Regions from separate parts of the Mus musculus genome. Here all the other regions are linked to region 1. Evidence: chromatin contacts called from public Hi-C, Micro-C and promoter capture Hi-C data. All regions are on one chromosome and are shown on one strand. The core of a region is the stretch at or near the end of the contact, and the rest is flanking DNA. Distances in the headings are between cores, read along the strand shown. Region 1 holds the start of Alx3 (aristaless-like homeobox 3). Region 2 holds the start of Atxn7l2 (ataxin 7-like 2). Region 3 has its middle 8.7 kb from the start of Gm40122. Region 4 holds the start of Sypl2 (synaptophysin-like 2).

Evidence for each region. Promoter capture Hi-C pulls out the DNA fragments that hold promoters and counts their contacts. Hi-C and Micro-C count contacts between places; a contact is called where the count stands out from the background.
Region 2: a contact with region 1 is called in a Hi-C map of embryonic fibroblasts, with 5 times the contacts expected there. The contact joins the promoter of Atxn7l2 here to the promoter of Alx3 in region 1. A contact is called at or near these places in 3 of 39 promoter capture datasets (the SN4741 cell line, cranial neural crest and stem cell-derived epiblast-like cells), 1 of 484 Hi-C or Micro-C datasets (embryonic fibroblasts) and 1 of 9 other capture datasets (adipose tissue).
Region 3: a contact with region 1 is called in a promoter capture Hi-C map of cranial neural crest. The contact joins the enhancer-like site here to the promoter of Alx3 in region 1. A contact is called at or near these places in 10 of 39 promoter capture datasets (the 3T3-L1 cell line, the C10 cell line, the HPC-7 cell line and 5 more), 1 of 115 datasets of contacts at active chromatin or transcription factors (embryonic midbrain) and 1 of 9 other capture datasets (embryonic stem cells).
Region 4: a Micro-C map of embryonic stem cells shows a contact between it and region 1, with 2.6 times the contacts expected there. The contact joins the promoter of Sypl2 here to the promoter of Alx3 in region 1. A contact is called at or near these places in 6 of 39 promoter capture datasets (the C10 cell line, embryonic stem cells, liver and 2 more) and 2 of 484 Hi-C or Micro-C datasets (embryonic fibroblasts and embryonic stem cells).

Annotation. Positions count from the first base shown.
Region 1 is chr3:107,593,686-107,596,385 of GRCm38.p6, reverse strand. It overlaps Alx3 (aristaless-like homeobox 3), which reads right to left and starts at 1,355. Exons shown (of 4, transcript NM_007441.3): 1 at 934-1,355. The coding sequence starts at 1,210.
Region 2 is chr3:108,209,192-108,211,891 of GRCm38.p6, reverse strand. It overlaps Atxn7l2 (ataxin 7-like 2), which reads left to right and starts at 1,365. Exons shown (of 11, transcript NM_001289545.1): 1 at 1,365-1,547. The coding sequence starts at 1,421. It also overlaps a transcript of Sypl2 not described here.
Region 3 is chr3:108,165,374-108,168,073 of GRCm38.p6, reverse strand. No RefSeq gene overlaps it. Among named protein-coding and RNA genes, the nearest start is that of Gm40122, 8.7 kb to the left of the region's middle. Within about 2 kb of position 1,438, at least 99 of the 459 cell types and tissues checked have an H3K27ac peak or open chromatin away from gene starts, as enhancers often do. A contact at or near this core is called in the HPC-7 cell line, hippocampal neurons and pre-B cells, where this site is marked.
Region 4 is chr3:108,225,290-108,227,989 of GRCm38.p6, reverse strand. It overlaps Sypl2 (synaptophysin-like 2), which reads left to right and starts at 1,391. Exons shown (of 6, transcript NM_008596.1): 1 at 1,391-1,626; 2 at 1,793-1,867. The coding sequence starts at 1,573.

The DNA of each region.
Region 1 (2,700 bases), core at 106-2,605:
TGGCTGCATACGAGGGGTGGGCGTGGGTGCTGAGCCACTCGTGGGTCAGCGAGTACAGTGGGCGGCAAAAGAGTCTTGGCAGGCCCTGCCACTCAGGCGCATTCTCAGATAATGGTACGGTCCGACCCGCCTTAGCACACAGGGCACGGTCCCCGGAGTGGGATGCGCCCTGGGATTTAGGATAGTTCGGGACCGCTTCCGACGGCTCAGCGGTGATGATTCGGTGCCGAGATGCCAACTGCAAGAAGGGTAGCCATCCCCGTGGCGACGGGGAGGCCAAGTTAATCTGAGAAACAAGAACATAGTTATTTGATCTTGAAGACAGTCCCAGTTCTGAGGGGGAGCAGCCACCGCCACTCTGCGGAGCGACTTAACGGCATCAGAAAACCTTTTCCTGCAGAGGCTGGGCCCGAGGATGAGAGCTGGGTAAGTCCAGGACACAGCCTTTCCCTCGCTGAGTCCAGTTTGGCCACTAAGTCGAGGCCCAGCCTCTACGCCCTCAGCGGGCGCCATGCACAAAAGCAGAACTCTTCTCTCCCAGCTTTGGGGCCCAGTTAGGCTCCGGGGCCCTCCACCCAGTCCCCTCTTCTGGGTCGGTGGCAGAGAGGCTCGGCTCCGGATGAGCGCGATCTCTCCTCCCAGGTTCAATCACCTTGGGGGTCGGAATGGGCCCAAGATCGTCCCTACTCCACCCTCCTTTGACCTCCCGCCTCCCATTGCCTCTGCCGGCCGGGGACACAGGCGATTCTGCGGTCCCCAATGCCCTGGCCTTGTCCGGCCAGGCCAGCAGCGATCTAGCGAGGGAATCGTGGAAAATGCGAGACGTACCCAAAGTTAAGAAGCAAGAAAGCGGGAGAGTCGGGGAGACCAGGAAGGGCTGGGGATAAGAACGACATGGGGTTCCACCACCACCCCCGACCCCCGGCGTGTTACCTTCCGCGGAGCCCTCGTAGAAGTGGCCGCCGTTGAGCACCGGGCCTGGCCCGAGGTCCTGCAGGTACTTGGCGGGCGGCTTGGCGGGCTCTGGGAGGTAGGGTTCCAGGGGCCCACAGGCCGGGAAGCGGCTCAGGCGCGGACCGCGGGGTGGCGCGGGGTGCAGGTGAGGCGCAGCATCGGGAGTCCCCTGGGGACCCGGAGCCTCGTCCCCCGCGGCCGCGTAAGGACCGGCCGCCGGCCCCACGGAGAAAGGCGCGCAGCGCTCGGGGTCCATGCCGGCTCGGGCTCACAGGCCGCCGGAGCTCCGGGGCTCCCGCTAACCCGCGCGGCCTGTGAGCCAAGGGGGAGGGACCTGGGCTCGGGGGCGCGGAGCCCCCGGGAGCGGCGCGCGCCGCGGGGGGTGGGGGGCAGGAGAGGGGGCCGCGCCTCTGACTTAATGCTGGAACCATCCACGTCACGTGCGGCCCCGTGCGGGTTAACCCCTCGGAGCCCAGGAACACCCCCACCCCACCCCATTCACCCCGAGTCTGGTATCACAAGCAGTTGGAAGAGAAGAGAGGGAAGCTGCTTCCTTTCGAGGGCAGGATCCCTTTTGTCTAGCAGTCGGGTGAGTCCTTGGCTCTGAGCTGCACCCTCAAGTCCTGATATCCATCTTAGTGGCTCTTGGCCCTGGGGAGGTGAAACGGTGAGGGCAGACATCCTCCCCACCCCCGCACCCTCCCCCATCCCTCCTCCAACATTCTCTTTGAGGCCTGATCTGACATCAGTCTGAGAAGAGAGGCCTCTACTGTGGTAGAGTTTCCCCTTCACCTTGCTCGGTTTATTTTTGCTGGTAGCTGGAAAAAAGCAAGGGCATCTCCCTTAGACACTTGTTTTGCCTGGACATCCTAGAGACTGGATGCTGTGGAAACAGCAGGGGGCTTGGGAGCTTGGGCCTCAATACTGTCATTGATTATCTGTGATTTGAACCTCTCACTTAGCGTTTTCAGCTGACTGTGGTCCATCTACATTTGGTGGTGAGTTCCAAAGCCCAGGCAGGCCAAAACAGACAGAGAGATCTCTAGGTTTCACAGTGGTCTGCCCAGGTAGCTTTTTGGGTCAGCTATGGAAGAGCAGAAGGGTCATTGTCCTTCTGAGCAGCATAAACTGAATGTCACTCAGATCCACTGCAAATTAACTGCTTCAGGCTTGCTATTTTAGACATAGCGAGGGTAGGATTGCATCTCCCAAAGGTGAGTCTCCTCGACCCAAAGGAAGCCTAGGATTAGGGTATAGCTTAGCCTTTCTGAAACTGAATAATCCTTACTGTGCCTAAGATCTGGGAAGAAATACCAGAGGTCCTTTGGACCCGAGCTTAAAGATCCCTTAGGTCCGGGTTAAAACATTTATATTTTTAGGACCCCTGGAGATTAGCGAGAGGGGCAGGGAGTCAAACATCATTTGTATTCTATTTGAATTCTCATTTTTAAAAGGAATCTAAGAGGCCTGGTGTGAACACCTCCCTCTTCCGTTGGAGGCTTAGAGGAGGTTTCTTGGCTGTCCTCAGCCAGAGTTGGGCTGTAAATCAAGGCCAAACAGGAACCAGAAGCCTTGCATCTCACAAGGAGTCATTAAGCCATTATTAAACATACCGTAACTTTTCTGAAGCCTTATTGGCTTAAACACCACATTGGAGGCATTATGGCCATTAGGGCCCCTAATCACAGACTGCAGGCTAGGCAGAGATGGGAGCACCTGGGGCTGATATTTCCAGCTAGAGAAGCC
Region 2 (2,700 bases), core at 116-2,615, 620 kb before region 1:
CTATCCATCTCCTCAGACAGTCACATGTCACATTTACATTCTCTAGAAAAATGTACTTGGGCACAGTTTTACATTTAGTCTCATCAGGTTTCTGGGCCTCTTAGGGACCACCTCTGGGTGGGTCTTAGGTTTAGAACTTCTGCCCTCAGATGTTATTCTTTATGTAGTTAAACTGCTCTTATATGGGAGGCAGAAAGTCACAGACCTTGACTTAATTGCTCCCAAACTTGGCTTCATTTTAGGCAAAGGGATGCAATATGGCGTGATGGGTGAGGTAGTCAAAGAAAAAGAGGATTAATATTTAATTTCCAATGAGAATGGGGACGGAGATGAAGGTAGATTTTTGTCTCTTCTGTGAGGGTGGGAAGAAATATTATCAGCTGAGAAGGTGGGTGATTAAGGTACTTTCTGGACCTTAGCAGAAAAAAAGAAAGAAAGAAAGAAAGAAAGAAAGAAAGAAAGAAAGAAAGAAAGAAAAGAAAAGATAGATATGAGAAACCTCCCTATGCCAAGGCTTCAATAGCAGCTTTTCCAGCGGTGAAAAGATTCACTAGAAAAAGAAGCCAAAATGATGAATGGAGTCAGGGTCCAGCCAGGATTTGGGAAGAGGCGGTGCAGGTTATCGATTGTAGTTCCCAGGAGGAGAGAGACGATCAGCAGAGACACTGCAAACACCAGCAGCCTTGGGGCTACCCTAGTTCTGGGGCTGGTTCTGGATCGGCGATAGCCTTCTGTCATACTGACAGGTGATCTTAGCAAGCTCAGCCAGGTCCTCCCAAACCTAAGACACAGTACTCCAAACCTCCGTTCTGCATCAAGGCAGCGTGCGTTTCCCATAGAGGAACAGCACAGGAGCTGTGGCCCTCCCCCACCCCAAGCCCTGTGTCCTTCAGCACGTCCTGCACACTCCCTCCCCTTGCCCTTCTGATTCACTGCGCCCACCTCCTTGCACCTACCCTATTCGATCTACAGGGGTGCAGAGGCGCTTCGTGGCCGCCAGCCCAGGAAGGGGCGCCAGCCAGCTGGCGGATGCACGGCTTTAGAAGAGTATCTTGGGCAGAAAGAGGTTTGGGGCTCGGGTATGCGCAGTAAGTTTGGGAGAGTGAACTAGTGGCACAAAGGACGTGTACGGAGGGGTTGAAAGAGGATATCCCGAGGCTTTGATCTCTCCTTCCCCGCGTGCGATTGTGCATTTCGGAAGGGATCCCTCGGCTAGCTCCGTAAGCATCGCCACCCCTCCGCAACTACACTTCCCAGAAAGCTGTGTTGAGAGTGAGGTAGTGGCAGGAGGCACGAGCTGCGCTTGCGCAGAGAGTGAACTGGCAAGGTAGGGGGAGAGGGAGGCGTGCCCCCGGTCGGAGGGTGGGGGGAGGGGGCCGCGCGGCGGCGGCGCCAGGGCGGGCGCGCGTCCGCGGCGGTGATGGCGGTGCGTGAACGCGCGGTGGCAGCAATGGCCGCTCTGGAGCGGCGAGTGCCGAGTCTCGATGACTTCGCGGGACAGAGCTGGAGCTCGTGGGTGGAGCGGGCCGACCTGCCTGCGGCAGACGGTGAGTACAGACACATTAGAATCCGGGGACCCCATCACTATCTCCCCTCCCCCCCAGGGCCCCCTCCAGCTGAGGGGAGCCGCCGACTAGAGCCGCCGTCCGGCTCCCCGGCCCCCCAAACAAAGGACCCGCCGGGTCCTAGTGCCCGCCTGCTCAGACACCTTCGCGCCTCCGGGTCCTAGCGCCGGCGTATCGCTCGCAGCCCACCCTGCCCACCTCTGTCTCTGCGGGTGTACAGTACCTGCCCCCCACTTTACTTGCCTTTATCTTTCTTCTCGTGAGCCGTCCTCCAGCTTTTTTCGGTTCTGCACCTGCTCCGGCTCTACCCATCTGCAACAGTCCTCTCCACGTGTTTCCCACGCACCCCACTTCTGTGCCCCCCTCCCCACCCACTTGATTCTTCGCCTTTTGCCCCGCACCTTAGCTTCTTTCAACGTCTCCCTGTCTGCTCAGTTTTCCCGAACCCCCGCCCCCTCTGCTTTAGTTCATCCATCCTCCATCCATCCATCCATCCATCCTCCCGACCTCCCTCTATCAGTCCATCCATACATGACTCCAAGCCTCCATCCTTTCCTGGGCCTCTTGTCCTGCCCCTTGGCTCTCTTCCTTGACCCCTATTTTCTGTAGGCCCTTGAGTGTCTTTGGTGAGCAGGCCTGCAGCCCCTTCTGATCTTTGTCTCCTGGGCCCCAGGGAGCACCTGGCCTCGTGGCCTTTCGGGGTGACAACAAGCATCACACCCCTGAAGAAGTTTGCAAGTGAGAAGAGGTGGAGGAGGAGATCTCATGGAGCGGTCTCTAATGCCACTTGTTCTCTTTTGAGACCTCTGACTTACAGCTCTGTTCTGTCATTCCCCACACTTGAATTTAAGGGACTTAAAAGAGTGGGAGCTGCCCCTTATCTTTTGCATGCCTAACCCACTACCACTTACATCTGGGTATTATGATTGCCAATAATCTTCTCATCCTAGAAAGGGGCCACTCTGTTAGTGAGCATTAGAGAGTCATCCTAGATGGGCATACAGGCCACCCTTGGACTGCCCCCATGCTGAGTGGGCTAAGATGGGGCCCTCGCTGGGTCTAGGTGCACTGAGAACTGGAAATGGACTCAGATTTGGTGACTCAGAATTGATCCCCCCACCCCCACCCCAAGGGA
Region 3 (2,700 bases), core at 189-2,688, 570 kb before region 1:
ATGAGGGTAGGGGGTGTTTTCTGATTTGGTGGAGAAGATCTCACCTTGAGCAAAGCCTCTTCCCAGGGACACAGCCTCCTCATCTGTAACACACATTCCCAGTGCCCTTCCCTTCCATGTGCTTCTACTTAGAGCCAAGTACTGGTTTCTAAGGGCTGGAACTCAGCTGGATAGAGTTCAAGTCTAGAATTCAGACCACTGTCTGTCTGTCTGTCTGCCTGTCTGTGCTTCATTCACGACGGACTCTGCAGGGGCTGTCCTAGCAGTCCGGAGAGCAGAGGAGGTTGTATGTAGCTGGCCTCTGTTCACAGGGGCAGAACCGCTGTCTGGCACTGCAGCAGCTGGGGCTCTGAGAGGCCTAGGGACTCTCGCGGTTTCTCATGGCCGTGCTGTGTGGGAAGAAGGGCAAAAGCGAACACTCCTCTCCCACCTCTGCCAGAAACTCGAGGACATGAGCCTGGGAGACCTCAGGGCTCCGTGAAAACTCAATGTGGGATGCTTGCGAGGGGTGGCTGAGGCCCGGAAGGAGCATCTGACAGAAGACGACTCAGGCAGGCACGGCAGAGCTCAACACTCAGCCTCACCATCTCTCACTAAATCAAATGAGAGAGAAGCCCATGATTTTTCAGAGGTTTCCCCCCACCCCCACCCCAGGTTTGACACTTTAAAACTCTGAAAGTAAAGAGTCAGTTTACTAAGCAATTCTGGGCTCCCTCGAACTCCTGGGGTCAGGTAGCTTGCCTCAGGTGTCACCCAGCTGAGCCTCAGGCCAGGGACGGGGTGTGGGGGGCAGGGGAGAGCTGTCATCTCTTCCTTCCATCACCCCTATTCCCTAAGGATCAGAAGAGCTGTCATTTCCCCATCTCACAGGAAACCAAACCCAACTGAGCCCAGGGGCACACTGAAGTGGCCAGGGGCCAAGAGAAGCAGCTGCCTTGGGTGTCATCTTGCTGCAGGAGTGGAGAGGACCTGGACTTTTAAGGTCCCCTTTGAGACTGGGTAGGTAATACGAGTCTTTCCCCTCCCATTACCCTGGGAGAGAAGGTTGGAATGGTCCCCAGAACTGGGCCAGCACTGGCCCCAAAGTGTGTCTATCTCACTCACCAAGCTCCCAGATGGTTAGAGCTGGGTTTCCACGTGTGAACTCGAAGCTTGTGCGCAGGAGGCAGCCTTTGAGAGAAACACAGCCCAGAGAGCCAGGGGAGGCAGCCACCAAGCTGTTTCCCCCACACACAGACAGGGTATTGATCCTGCTCGCTCACTCCCCCCCCCCCCCCCCCCCCCCGCCTTTTCTCCACTTCATGGCGCAGCTAATGGCCTGGAAAAGACTGGCCAGCTGTTCCCCAGCTGTGACATAATGAGCCCAGGGACGATCAATGCCGTTCCGGTCTCTAATTAGGCCGGGAACTGGCTGGGGTGAAAGTGTGGCCTGTTTCCTGAGGGTGCAGCTTCCACTCCAGTCCCCAGCTGCATTTTGCTGGCAGCCACCTGGGCCCCTGCATCTGCACCCTGGAGGAATAGACAGGGCCCTCCAGTGGCCATTGAGAGGGTTTCTGGCCCAGAATTCTGTCTAGGGAGGCAGAAGTAGAGGCTACAGAATCTCTCTCTCTCTCTCTCTCTCTCTCTCTCTCTCTCTCTCTCTCTCTCTCTCTCCCTCCCTCCCTCCCTCCCCTTCTCTCTCTCTCTCTCTCTCTCTCTCTCGTGTGTGTGTGTGTGTGTGTGAGAGAGAGAGAGAGAGAGAGAGAGAGAAAGAGAGAGAGAGAGATGGCTTCCCCTTGCTTGCTGTCATATCCTATTCTCTGCTTGCAGTCACTTGGTGCAGTGGTCTTCAACCCTGGTCCCCGCCAGCTCCATAGGCCTGAGGCTCTGTCGAGGACTCTCCCAGACACAGGTCCCAGATACCCAAGCCAGAGGCTAAAGGCAAGTCTGGCCGCTGGCCCAGCCTCCCTCTGCTATTCCTTCCCTCATCCAGGGAGGCAGGGACCAGCGCTTCAGTGTGCTCAGTGCAGGGGAGGAAGTAAAAGGTGTACATTCAAGCAGAGACAGGAGGAGAGTGGAGAGCTGACCCAAAGCCTGGAGCCAGAGAGGAGGAGGGAGGAAGGAGGGAAACAAAAGAGCCAAATAAGAAAGGCAGAAAAGGCGAGAAAATGGGGCAGTCAGTCCAAAGAACGGGAAGCTTAGGGAAAAGAACCAGGCCACGCCTTGTGCTCTGTGCTCGGAGGGTCAGCCCCCAAGCGTGGGATCAGATGCCCCACTAGGGAAGCTGAGGTGCCACAGAGACTCTCCAGGGGCCTGGTGTGTAATTTCAGGACCAGGAAGAGAATGGTTGGGGTCAGAAGGGCACAAGGCAAGAGCAGGGGTGTGTGGGCGGGGCTGCCTTGAGGGCTGAACAGGCCAGTGAGCTGTGCTCTCTAAGTACTGGGGGAGCTGAGAGCAAAGTCAGAAGAAGAGGAGGGGGTATTTTAGGATCCCCAAGAAGGCTCTGGAGGGAGGGGCCTGGGATTTCTGCAGCCTCTAATTCAGAGCAAGTCAATATGGCCCCGTGGTTTTTAGGGGTAGCCTGGGTTGAAGAGTATACATTGCCAGCCAGCCCTAGCACCATTTGAAACTTCAAACACAAACCGATCAGACCCAATTGATTATGTTTATCCCTTTCTTGGGCCATCCCCGACTCCTGGGCACTCTTTCTGTCTGGCTGTG
Region 4 (2,700 bases), core at 142-2,641, 630 kb before region 1:
TGGCTTGGGTGTATACACCTCAGTACAGAAATGACTGTAGAACAGGAATCTAAGACAGCAGAATAACTTTTAAAAGATGTATTGATCCTTACTTTATGTATGTGAGTGTTTGCCTGAGGCGTGTATGTGCATCTGATGTGTAAGCCTGGTGTCCAGGGGCCAAATGGGGCCATGAATAGCCTAGAAGTGGAATTGCAGATGTGTGTGAGGTGCCATGTGAGTTCCAGGAGCCAAACCATGGTTTTCTGAGAAAGCAATGTTCCTAACTGCTGAACCATTTCTCCTGTCCCCATGATTTATTACGGGCATATCTGTGGACTCAGCAATTCCTTATTTAGCCCAAATTTGCATGTAATTCCATGGCAGAAGTTTCCTTCAACTCCAGCCTTAGCTGGTTGCCTCCCCACACACTCATGGCCAGGTTTGGGAAGACATTTATCCAATGGCTGGATTGTATAAATAACAGCAGAACATTTAATCAAAAAGCATTGGTTTTGAAATGCTGGAAGCATAGTGGCAGATCATCAAAGAAATGACTTTGATGGACGAGAGTTAAGAGCAAAGAAGGAAGGCTGGTTTCCTCCTGGGCCCGCCCATTGGCTCATTCAGCTTCTTTGGGTAAATGAAGTCATCTTTAACTACCTAGATTTCCACTCCTTGTAAACCTAATGTGTAATACTAGCAACTGCTCACTTCCGGCTACCGCAGAACACTTTTCGAAAATTAGGCCCATTCAAAGTCAATCAAACTGCAACTCTGCCTAGTTTTCAATACAAACGCTAATCTCCACTCCCACGGCTCCTCCGAGACTTCATTCTCATTTAAATAGTGTTGGCGGTTAAAAGGAGATCGAATTCTTACTTTTTAAAGTTTGATAACTTTAAAACTCATTAACATCCAAACGCTGTTTGTTGTTAAAAAGTAAGACCGTGTCTGATGCGAAGTAAAAGTTCAGTTCTTTGTTCTGGCTGGTGGAGCGCCGTTGTTACAGCAGCAGAAGCACTAAGAATGCCTTAGGTAAATCTTGTGTGCTCTAGTCACTACGGTATTTGTAGAAGAAAACCCTTCCACAGAACCCAGGAAAATCGGGAAAGCTGCACTAGAGCCCACGCATCCCGTGTAGGTTCCTGACCTTGGCCGTGGCGTTGAAGCAGCTGGGCTGTTCTAGTGGGGACCCATCCTGGAAGCTTCTGGCAAAAACCCCGGAGCCTTCTGGCAGCCCGACGGCTAGCAGGCTCCACAGGTCCCTTTAAGGCGCCCTACGCGCGGAAAAAGGGGAGAGCAAGGGGCGGGAGCAGGGTTCGCGATCGCACGCCACGTGACTCGGCTGCCAAGTCCGCCAGATTGTTTGACAGAAGTTTGAATCGGACTCGGGGGTTTTCTGCAGCCGGCGGGGCAGCGCGGCGGACAGAGCCTCCGAGAGCGCGAGCAGCAGCGCCCCCACGACCCAGCCCGCCAGCCTGGAGCCCGGCCTGCCCACGGCCTCGAGCCCGCCGCCCCCAGCGCCCCCGCGCCCCACGCAGCCTCCCGGCCAGGGAGTCGAACCCTTGCACTGCGCCCCGACGCGCCAGCATGTCCTCGACGGAGAGCCCCGGCCGCACCTCGGACAAGTCTCCGCGCCAGCAGGTAAGCCCCGAGTACCCGGCCTGTGGACTCTCGCTAGTCCCTGTCTACCTAGATGTCCCGAATGTGTCTGATTCCGTCTCTCCCGCCCCCGCAATGTGAATAGAAAGCCCCACGCTTTCCCTCCGGGCCGGCCCGCCTTGACCGTCTGCTGGCTTTGTCTCCGCAGGTGGACCGCCTGCTCCTGGGGCTGCGCTGGCAGCGCCTGGAGGAGCCGCTGGGCTTCATCAAAGTTCTCCAGTGGGTGAGTCGGCCCTAACCCCGGGCTATTTCGGGAGCCTGGATTGTGACGCGGACCCGAAGCAATGTGGCCCCGGAGGAGGCTGGGGAGATGCAGCGGGCCCAGCCACCGCGGAAGGGTGGGGGGTGGCGACAGGTGGGCGGGGGAGGGGAGAACCAGGGTTGCTGCTCCAGCGCTCGGTGGAAGGAGGGAGAGGAGCCCGGCATGCGGAGTCCCGGATTCGGACCTTCTATGTGCAAGGCGCCTTTGCCCAGGGCGCTCACATTTCACTCGGACGAGAAGACCCGGGTGTAACCTTTCCAGAACTCTGATCCTGCACATACCACTCTTCAGTGGCGGGAGGGGTGAGGAGGACAAGGAGGGTAAGGTCCACTTTGCAGTGAGAACAACGCTACTACTAAAGGCACCAGGAAAGGAAATGGGTTACAGAAACCATCCTGCCTGGAACCTTCTAGGACCTGGATGATCCCTGGGGTGGACTCAGGAGACAGACTACCAGCTGAAGTCACTGGAGCAATTTGGGAAACTGTAACCGAGTAAAGAAATGGATGGATGAATGAACAGTTTCCCAATCCAATGATTACATAAAAAAACCAATTAAGACAGAAGAAAATGTGACAGCTGGCATAACAGAACATTGAGCCGGGAAGGAGGGATGGTAGGTTGCAGGCCTAGAGCTACCTGTCTCAGCTCTATGACCTTGGACAAGTCACTTCTCTGGACACTAGTTTCCAACATTAGTCAAACATGGATCAAATGCCTGTCAGCATTCTAGAGTATAGCTCAATATTAGATTTACCCTGTGACCTTGAAACATTCACCGGCCCATGGCCTCA